Linked DNA regions of Mus musculus: region 2 is linked to region 1. A link is a contact called in public promoter capture Hi-C data. All regions are on one chromosome and are shown on one strand. Each heading gives the region's core, a stretch centred on a gene start, on an enhancer-like site or on the middle of the called end of the contact. The rest is flanking DNA. Distances are from core to core; before and after follow the strand shown.

Region 1 (3,994 bases), core at 320-2,819:
CCTAAGGGGCGGGGTTCATTTTTGAAGCTGACCTCATGTAGCACAGGCTGGCCTTAAAACTCTGGCTCTCCCTGTTTTTCTACCTTCAAAGTGCTGTGAATATAAACAGATATATTTTATTTTCAATTGTGGGTATGCATCTAAGCATGGTCATAAACACCAGTGTCCTTGGAGGCCAGAGGTGTCAGATCCCTTGGAGCTAGAACTATAGGCTGTTGAGAACAATCAACATGGGTGCTAGGAACTGAAATTCAGATCATCTCTGAAAAGCAGTTTGAGATTTCATGACCAGGAGAGCTGGTGGTAAGACCTCGGGCTACTGTGTAAGCTGCCTCCAAGACCCAGCTCCAGTACCTTTACTGAGTAACATGGCCAGGAGTTCAGCTTCTCAAGCCGAAATTTTAAAGCTACAATGAAGGGCAGCTTCCCAGTCTCACAGTCCTGTCCCCAGGCCAGAGTGTGCTTGTCATTACAGAGAGGATTCGGATGGGCTCTGACACAGGCCACCCCTGTGGCAGGGGGCTGAGGAGGGACAGAGTTCTGCTTCTGCAGCAGCTAACTGTCCTGTCCCACTCTTTCCTGCCTGTTCTTGGCTGCAGAGCTCATTTTAGCTCTGGATATACAGAGATGAGCAGAAAAGGGCATTCCAGGTAACTGGCTTCAGGACTCTTGATCTATAACTATTGGTGTTTAAGGACTGCTTGTGCCCCGACCGGATTTCCAGTGAAGACTGTGACTACGGAAAGCTCAGTTCTCTGAAGGAGTCAGGTCAGAGTGTTTAATGCCAGCCTATAACAATGGCCAAATGACACAGCTCCTAGAAATCCCTCTCAGAAAGGAGCGGGAAGGCAACTGAAATGCTTAGAATTATTTCCTCTTCACACTGGTGTTGAGAGGAAGAGAACAGAGCAGACAGAGCAAGCCCTATAACCTCTGCTACTTTGGAGGCTGAGGAAGAAAGACTAAAATTCAAGGAAATTGTAGGTGATGTAAGCAGGACTCTGCATCGAAATAAAAATTTGAAAGGTGTGGGATGGGTACGAGGGGCACATGTGAGTACTTATGTGTGCAGCATGCATCCAATCCCCAGCAACAACGTTTTCTGGTATTTTGTGTTTTCTTCCCTTGGGATAGGGTCACAGCTGTAGCTCACATGGCCTCTACCTCAGGACCCCTGATCTGTCTCCCAAGTGTCAGAACTACAGCCCAGCGCTAGCATGCCTAGTGCTAAAATTCTTCACAAATGAGACCTCGGAACTTGGTTGTATCATCGGCTAAGCAAAAGTCAGTGGACTCTGGAAGGCAGGCTCTAGAAACAGCCTTACTGCAGAGAAAGAGCACAACACACCAGGCTGTAGCCCAAGAGAAGCCTGCTACGAAGCAATCGGGTTCACACAAGGGCCTTGATTCAGACACACACCTGAGCTGGCACAGCCCCAGCACCTGCTTGTCGTGAACTCCCTGCTCATGGGCTTCCTCTCTCTCTAATCGACCAGCAGTTACAACTGCAACAGTGTCACAGAAGCGAGCTCACTTGTGGAAGGAAGACAAAGACTGGCTGGCAAAAGGCCTGACAGACAGAAAGATGGCAGACAGCCCAGTCCAGCATGGGACTCGGACGTTATTCTGAGTATGTGTCACAACAGTGTGCGTGTGTGTATGTGTGCACACATGTGTATCATGTGCACGAGCGTGCTGTTTCCAGTGTAAGCTTTACTTTTCCAGAACATGATTTTATGTAATGTTGGCACTTAGGAACTGTGCATGCTGAGGTCTGGAGTCGGAAAGCCACAGGTGGTATGTCAGCCTTTCCGGTGTCCGTGTGTTGGTCACTCAGGGGACAAGTACTCAGCTGGAAAGCCTAGTCATGTGGAAGGGCCATCTCTGATGCTAAGCCCTACCTTCCTGGGGTTTGTTTGCTGGCTTATTGAATAAGTGTCAACCCACACCTATGTCCTTCATGTATAATTTGTTTGCTAATCCACTCAATTTTATTTAAAAAACAAAAACACCCAGCCGGACGTGGTGGTGCATGCTTTTAGTTCCAGTACTTGGGAGGCAGAGGCAGGTGGATTTCTGAGTTCGAGGCCAGCATGGTCTACAAAGTGAGTTCCAGGACAGCCAGGGCTACACAGAGAAACCTGTCTCGAAAAACTCAAAAACAAACAAACAAAAACAAAACCCACAAATGCCAATTATTATGATTAAATACCGAAATCAAAAAAGTGCAAATATATGTTCCCTGTCACACAGACAGGAAGTGCTTTGGTTCCCAGTCACACAGACAGGAAGTGCTTTGGCCAGGACTACACATTCCGTGCTTTTATTTACTGCTAGCAGCCTCCATAACACCCACTCACCCAGGAGATGGAGTCACACAGTCCTGGTGGAAGCAACACAGAGAAAAATGTGACTTCTTTCAGATCAGTAGAATTCAGCACTGCCTCCCAAAGTTGGGAACCTAAAACCCAAAACCGTATCTGACAGCCTGTTTTACTCGAGATTGTGGCCAAACTCCTATTTGTGACAACAGTCAACACAGCATTGATCAAGTACACACTGTACCAATTCTCACACAATGAAAGATAAGGAATAGTTCCATTAGAGAGAAGAAACGGGGACATTCAAATTAACTGAATGATACACATGAAGCCAAAACAAATTAGTAGGAAACTCCTCAAATTCAGATATTTCAGTTACAATTTAACTTCTGCACTGCCACTTAATGTTTGCCCTAGGCTAGACCTGCATGCTCTCTTTCTACCGAAGAAACCAAACTTCCAAATAAATAGAACAGAACAGGGCTTTGCTTTATAGTCTGCTTATGTAAAATTCCAACTTACCATATTTGTGCTAAGACAGGCTGAGGTAACCCAGATTGGAAAAAAAAGTTCCTCGCTTGATCACCTGTAAAGTAAGTGGGAAAGGTTTCAGGAAAAACAGAACTGCAGGAGGCGACAGAAATCCCTGTACATCAGAACCACATCATTATTTAAGAGGTGGCTATGCTATAAACACCACTGACCCCACAGGAAAGGCCAAGGGCCTCTGACTCAGCACTTGAAAGGGCCTGGGTCTTTGCTGGGATGACCGTCCACTTTAAGCTGCGGTTTAACAAGGTGAGCTACCCAGCACTACTGCAACAGCTTGGGTACCAGATCAACTTCTAAGGTGCAGTTTAGAGCTCTACCCCAGGCCTGATGCTACTGAGAAGAGTCGAGATTTTAAAAGACATAGACAATTGTCGAGAACTGAAACCATGAGCCAAAACCAAGCTTTCTGTTTTAATACCTGATTGTCTAGGGTATATCACTACAGTAAGAGAACAGCATACAACCAGGCACACACAGCAGATGCCTCAGCTAACAACTGATAGATAAGCCAGACTTTAGCAAAAGCTTTTACTCTGAATGTACTGACACAGAACGGGCAAGAATGCATAAATGAGTTCTGCCAGTCAGGAACTGGAGATCTTTCATACACACAAATAAAAAGCACCTCTAGGGAAGCCCAGATGCCCTCTTTCTGTCCGGAACTGGTGAGCTGTGACTAAACAGCCAAGGTCACAGACAGGTACACGAGGGACTTCCAGGGACAGCAATGAAATCCTTAGAAAGTGTTTGCTGTCTGCCGTTTCCTGAACTTTGCTCCAGGGCACCCTTCCTACCCAATTTAAACAGTGTGATCCTCTGACTAAAACCAATTCCCACCAGAAGGAAGGTCCAAGTCACTGAGCTGACACTCAGTAAAGCCTGCCAGGTTTGAGAGGCTCTGGGTCAAGGTCCTGAGCTGGGTCGCTGACAGCCATGGGAAGACAGAAGGAGAGGACTGACCTACAGTCTCCTCTGCCCTCGCCACCTAAACGCACACACCATGATGATGACAAACAAAGGTTTAAAAAGAAGTAACAACAAATATACAGGTTCTGAATTGGGGCAAAATGGATGAAATGCCCCGCTGACCACATGCGCCCTTTCCACTCTGCCTAACGGAT
Region 2 (4,055 bases), core at 146-2,645, 42 kb before region 1:
TCTCTAGCCCACAGATCTGAGTGTCAGTCACAAGCCTTTGCCTGAGCATCTTTCCCTAGCATCTGAACCGAGTCTTAGGCCAAACTGGTAGAAAAGCAATCATTAAGGCAAACGCTGTGCTTCTCCTGTGTTCCGAAGCTGACGGTCCTCAAAGGTTTACATCCAGGCACTACCCACTACCTGGAGACTCTGTGAGACTGTCCCCATGTTAAATCCTTTCTGCTTAATACAGCAGTAAGTTACAGTGAGAGCAAGCGAGAACAGCTTTTATTGTACTGGGGATAGAGAACTCAAAGAGGCACCTCCCATACTGATACGACACACACACACACGCACACACACACACACAAACAGGAAAGCAATGTGAAATGAAACACACGTCGGCTACACAGCACTCCCCTAAGGGAGAGTACTTTCCTGGAATTGTACAATTGAGCAAGTTCACTCCTCAATGCTGAAAGAACTGCACAAATACTTTAACTTGGATGTCTAGACAATCTGGCATGGACTCTTAATCCAAAGGGCAACAAAAAAAAAACCCTCAACTATACTTTCTAGTTTAAAATTTTCTTTTAGTAGTAAAGGTTTTAGTTTTATTTCTGAGTATTAGGGGCTAAATGGGCCATACATAGTAAATTATAAGGAATTTTAAGGTTAGAAAACTAAAGTGAATATTTTTGGAATGCAATGAACTATCCACTGTCTCATCTAACTACCTATTTATCTATGTTGTCAGTCAGTCAGTCAGTCAGTCAGTCAGTCAGCCGTTTACTTCTGAAAAGGATCTCATTATGCAGCCTCAGCTGCCCCTGACTCAGAGGTCGGCCTGCTTCAGCCTACCAGGCGCTGGGATTTAAGGTGTGTGCCACTATGGCAAGCCTGAGTTAACGTGATTAAAACAATGGAACACCATACAGAAAGAGGCTTGTGTGTGTGGTTTTCCTGAATTACTGTGCAGGGTGACAAAGCCATCACCAGCTGTGCCAGAGACAGAGCCATGACCCCATGAACTAATTCAGCTGAAAGGCATTTAAAGTGAGGGAGATAAGACAGGTCATACTCCAGACGATCACTGGAGTGGCAGGGAAATTTCAGTTAAAACAGAAAAGCACCTGGGTAACCCTCAGTGAACACAGAGAAGAGAGCACGTTGGGCCTGGCTTTGGATGTGACATGTTTATAAATAGGCAAAAAAAAGAAAGGTGTGAAAGGTGGGCAGGGGCAGGGGCAGGGCCCTAACACAGGCTACCTTACAGACCTCAGAGAAAGCAAGCACAACTGGAGGGGCAGCGGGCACCACGACAGCCTTCACACAGAGGCCCTGAACCACTGCTCACAAGCCAAGCAAAGGGGAGGCGGCCCAGCACCCAGGAGTCACCTTCAGCTGGTTGTTGAAAACATCAATCTCCTGCAGCTTTGACCTGGTCTCTCTCTCCACCTCGTCCAGCTGCTCCCGGAGCTGCTGCCGGGCCAGCTCCTTTGCTTCCAAGGCTCTTTTGAGGGTAAGAAGCGAGTCTCCTATTTCAGAAGAGGACACAAGTTAGGAGAACTTTAGCTAACAGTGTGGAACATGGTCAACTTTCATGTTTATGAAGGGAATTCTTGCTGATAAGGGGGGTGGGGAGGGAGGGACGGAGGGAGGGAGGGAGGAGGGGAGCACTACTCAGGGATAAAACAAATGCCTGAACAAAAGTCACCTCTTCCAGCATTCGGGATGTGTACCAACAGAACAAACAAAACATGCAAATCAATAAGACACCTACTATGCAAACTGTTCTGCTGGACTTGTTTTAACTGGTCACTGAGTATCTGTTTCTCTGGAATAAGTCTTCCAAGCATTTGCTGAGATTCCTAGGGGAGAGGGAAGGAAACAGCAGGTGAGTGAGTGACCCTGAGATCCCAGGGTCCTTCCCTGTCACTTCCCACCTCACCTGCATCTTTTGCACATTGCCCCGCCACGCCTTTGGTTCTGCTTACGAGGGTGGGTGTGACATACATGAAATGAAAGAAACTCCCACTCTCTTAACTGCAGAGATGCAGCACAAAGGCCACAAGCTGGCTGCAGGTTAGCATGGTGGGGTCAGGTGGGGGTCAGCCTCAGCTGGCTCTGCTCTGCATGTGGCACTCACTAGCTTCAACCGAGGCTGACTGCATGCCTAACGTTAGACACACAACTCAGAAGGACATTTGTCACATCTAGAATCCTAAATGCTACTCATGTTTTGCCATCACAAAGGAATTTTAAACTTAAGAGTCCTGAATTACCCTCTTTTTCTGTCCTCCCCCCTTTTTAATTTAGCACAGAAAAAAGTTGAAACCAAACTACATAAGGGAGACTATTTGGAATTTCTGTGGTAATGTGCCAAGCACAGTATTTGTTGACTTTCAGCTGTAATGATCTGGTAGTCACTTTAGTAAACTGGCAGCCTTGCTGGCTTACTTGACATTTATTTTTACCTTAGTGGGGAAAAATGACTCTTGTGAGAAAATAAAATGCCTTAAGAATTTCCTGTAGAGGCCCAGATCCAGTCTCTCTGGCACCCACTTGTAGACACACATTGGCATTTGCAGAATGAACTGTGCTAGGCCTGCACGGTAGGAGGTTAACTCAATAGAGGGATTCAGGGACCTCTTAGGCCTCTGAGTGACCCACAGCAGACTTTCACAAAACAAAACACACAGCAGACCTTTGTCCTGGAAAGCAAAGCCTACTCAGTGCTTTCAAGCCCCATCAGGAGGAACCTGCGCCATTTTCCACCCACTGAGATGTCCCCCATGGAAAGGGCTCTTTAAAAAGCATAGCCCAGGCTGGGCATGACTCAGAGGTTAAGAGCAGGGCTGTTTTCACAAAGGACCAGCAAAGGATTCAGCACTCCTCCATAGCCATGCATTCATGGGCACAGATCCACATACAGACACAGAGAGTTACAAACACACAGACACACACAAACACAGAGACTTACAAACGCACAGACACACACCCAGACACAGATACAGAGACAAACAAACACACAGACACAAATCTAGACACACAGAGATACAGAGACACACAGACACACAGAAGAAGTAAAGTAAATCTTTAAAAAAACTTTAGCTTCAAGTTTCTCCAATAGGTCACGTCAATACCAAATGTGCCGGGACTGACTACAAAGGCAGAGCGCCAATGCACAGGAGGAGCAACAGCAGCCAGCCTCACTGTCTGTGTGCTTCTCTTCCTCAGAGCATAGCTGCGGTCACCTCACCAGTAATCCAGGACCTGCACCTACCAATGACGAACACTCTTGTGTTTGGTACCAAATGTGTTCAGTCATAAAACACTCAGTCACAATAATGGCATACTGAGCACACGATCTTTACTCTCAATCTCTTTGGGTATTATTTGCCCAGATTTCTGAGTAACAATTCTAAAAGCTACAAGGGCCCACCACTAGGCAGAGGCAAGTGGATCTCTTTGAGTTCAAGGCCAACCAGAGCTAGAGTGAGACTCCAAACAAACAAACAAACAAACAAATAAAATAAAAGGAGCTACAATACAGAAGAACATACTTCAAAAAAAGTAAACATAGTTTTTAACACTTGAAAACGACTTCTGGCCATGAACTTCTCATCCTGGTTACTTTCCGTGATCACAGCCTCAATCTCAAACCGATGCTACTTTCAAGTACAGGAAACCACAACAGACAGACGGGAAGGGAACCTCTTCTGAGGGAGGATGCGCCTCTCTGGGTGACCGCAGTGGTCACAGGGGGAGGAGTCTAACTCAGGAGTGTGTTTGCCTAGAGTGCAGGCAGAAGGAAGGCCTGTGTGTGGCCCCAGCACAGCCACCGCTGCAGAACGCACAGATCTGTAAGGAAGCTGGAACTCTACCATGAATCAGCTTGCTCTAACTGGCTAATTGGACACGCTAAGGTGAAAAAGAGTGCATATGTTTTTCAGGTGTATATGGGAATATTCACTAAGCTTATACTTGATCCAAAGTCTCAATCTATTTATAAGGACTAAATTCACACAAAATATTTTTCAGATAACATAAGTAAACAAGAAACAAATAAGTAC

The links. Capture Hi-C pulls out chosen DNA fragments and counts their contacts.
Region 2: a contact with region 1 is called in a promoter capture Hi-C map of liver. The contact joins two enhancer-like sites. A contact is called at or near these places in 26 of 484 Hi-C or Micro-C datasets (the AML12 cell line, CD4 T cells, CD8 T cells and 15 more), 5 of 115 datasets of contacts at active chromatin or transcription factors (CD8 T cells, the HPC-7 cell line, embryonic stem cells and 1 more) and 4 of 9 other capture datasets (adipose tissue, embryonic stem cells, liver and 1 more).

The regions. Positions count from the first base shown.
Region 1 is chr16:91,784,201-91,788,194 of GRCm38.p6, reverse strand. It overlaps Itsn1 (intersectin 1 (SH3 domain protein 1A)), which reads right to left. Exons shown (of 39, transcript NM_010587.2): 4 at 2,844-2,907. Among named protein-coding and RNA genes, the nearest start is that of Itsn1, 57 kb to the right of the region's middle. Within about 2 kb of position 1,569, at least 22 of the 459 cell types and tissues checked have an H3K27ac peak or open chromatin away from gene starts, as enhancers often do. A contact at or near this core is called in heart atrium and liver, where this site is marked.
Region 2 is chr16:91,825,656-91,829,710 of GRCm38.p6, reverse strand. It overlaps Itsn1 (intersectin 1 (SH3 domain protein 1A)), which reads right to left. Exons shown (of 39, transcript NM_010587.2): 15 at 1,763-1,850; 16 at 1,378-1,517. Among named protein-coding and RNA genes, the nearest start is that of Gm52262, 77 kb to the left of the region's middle. Within about 2 kb of position 1,395, at least 36 of the 459 cell types and tissues checked have an H3K27ac peak or open chromatin away from gene starts, as enhancers often do. A contact at or near this core is called in heart atrium and liver, where this site is marked.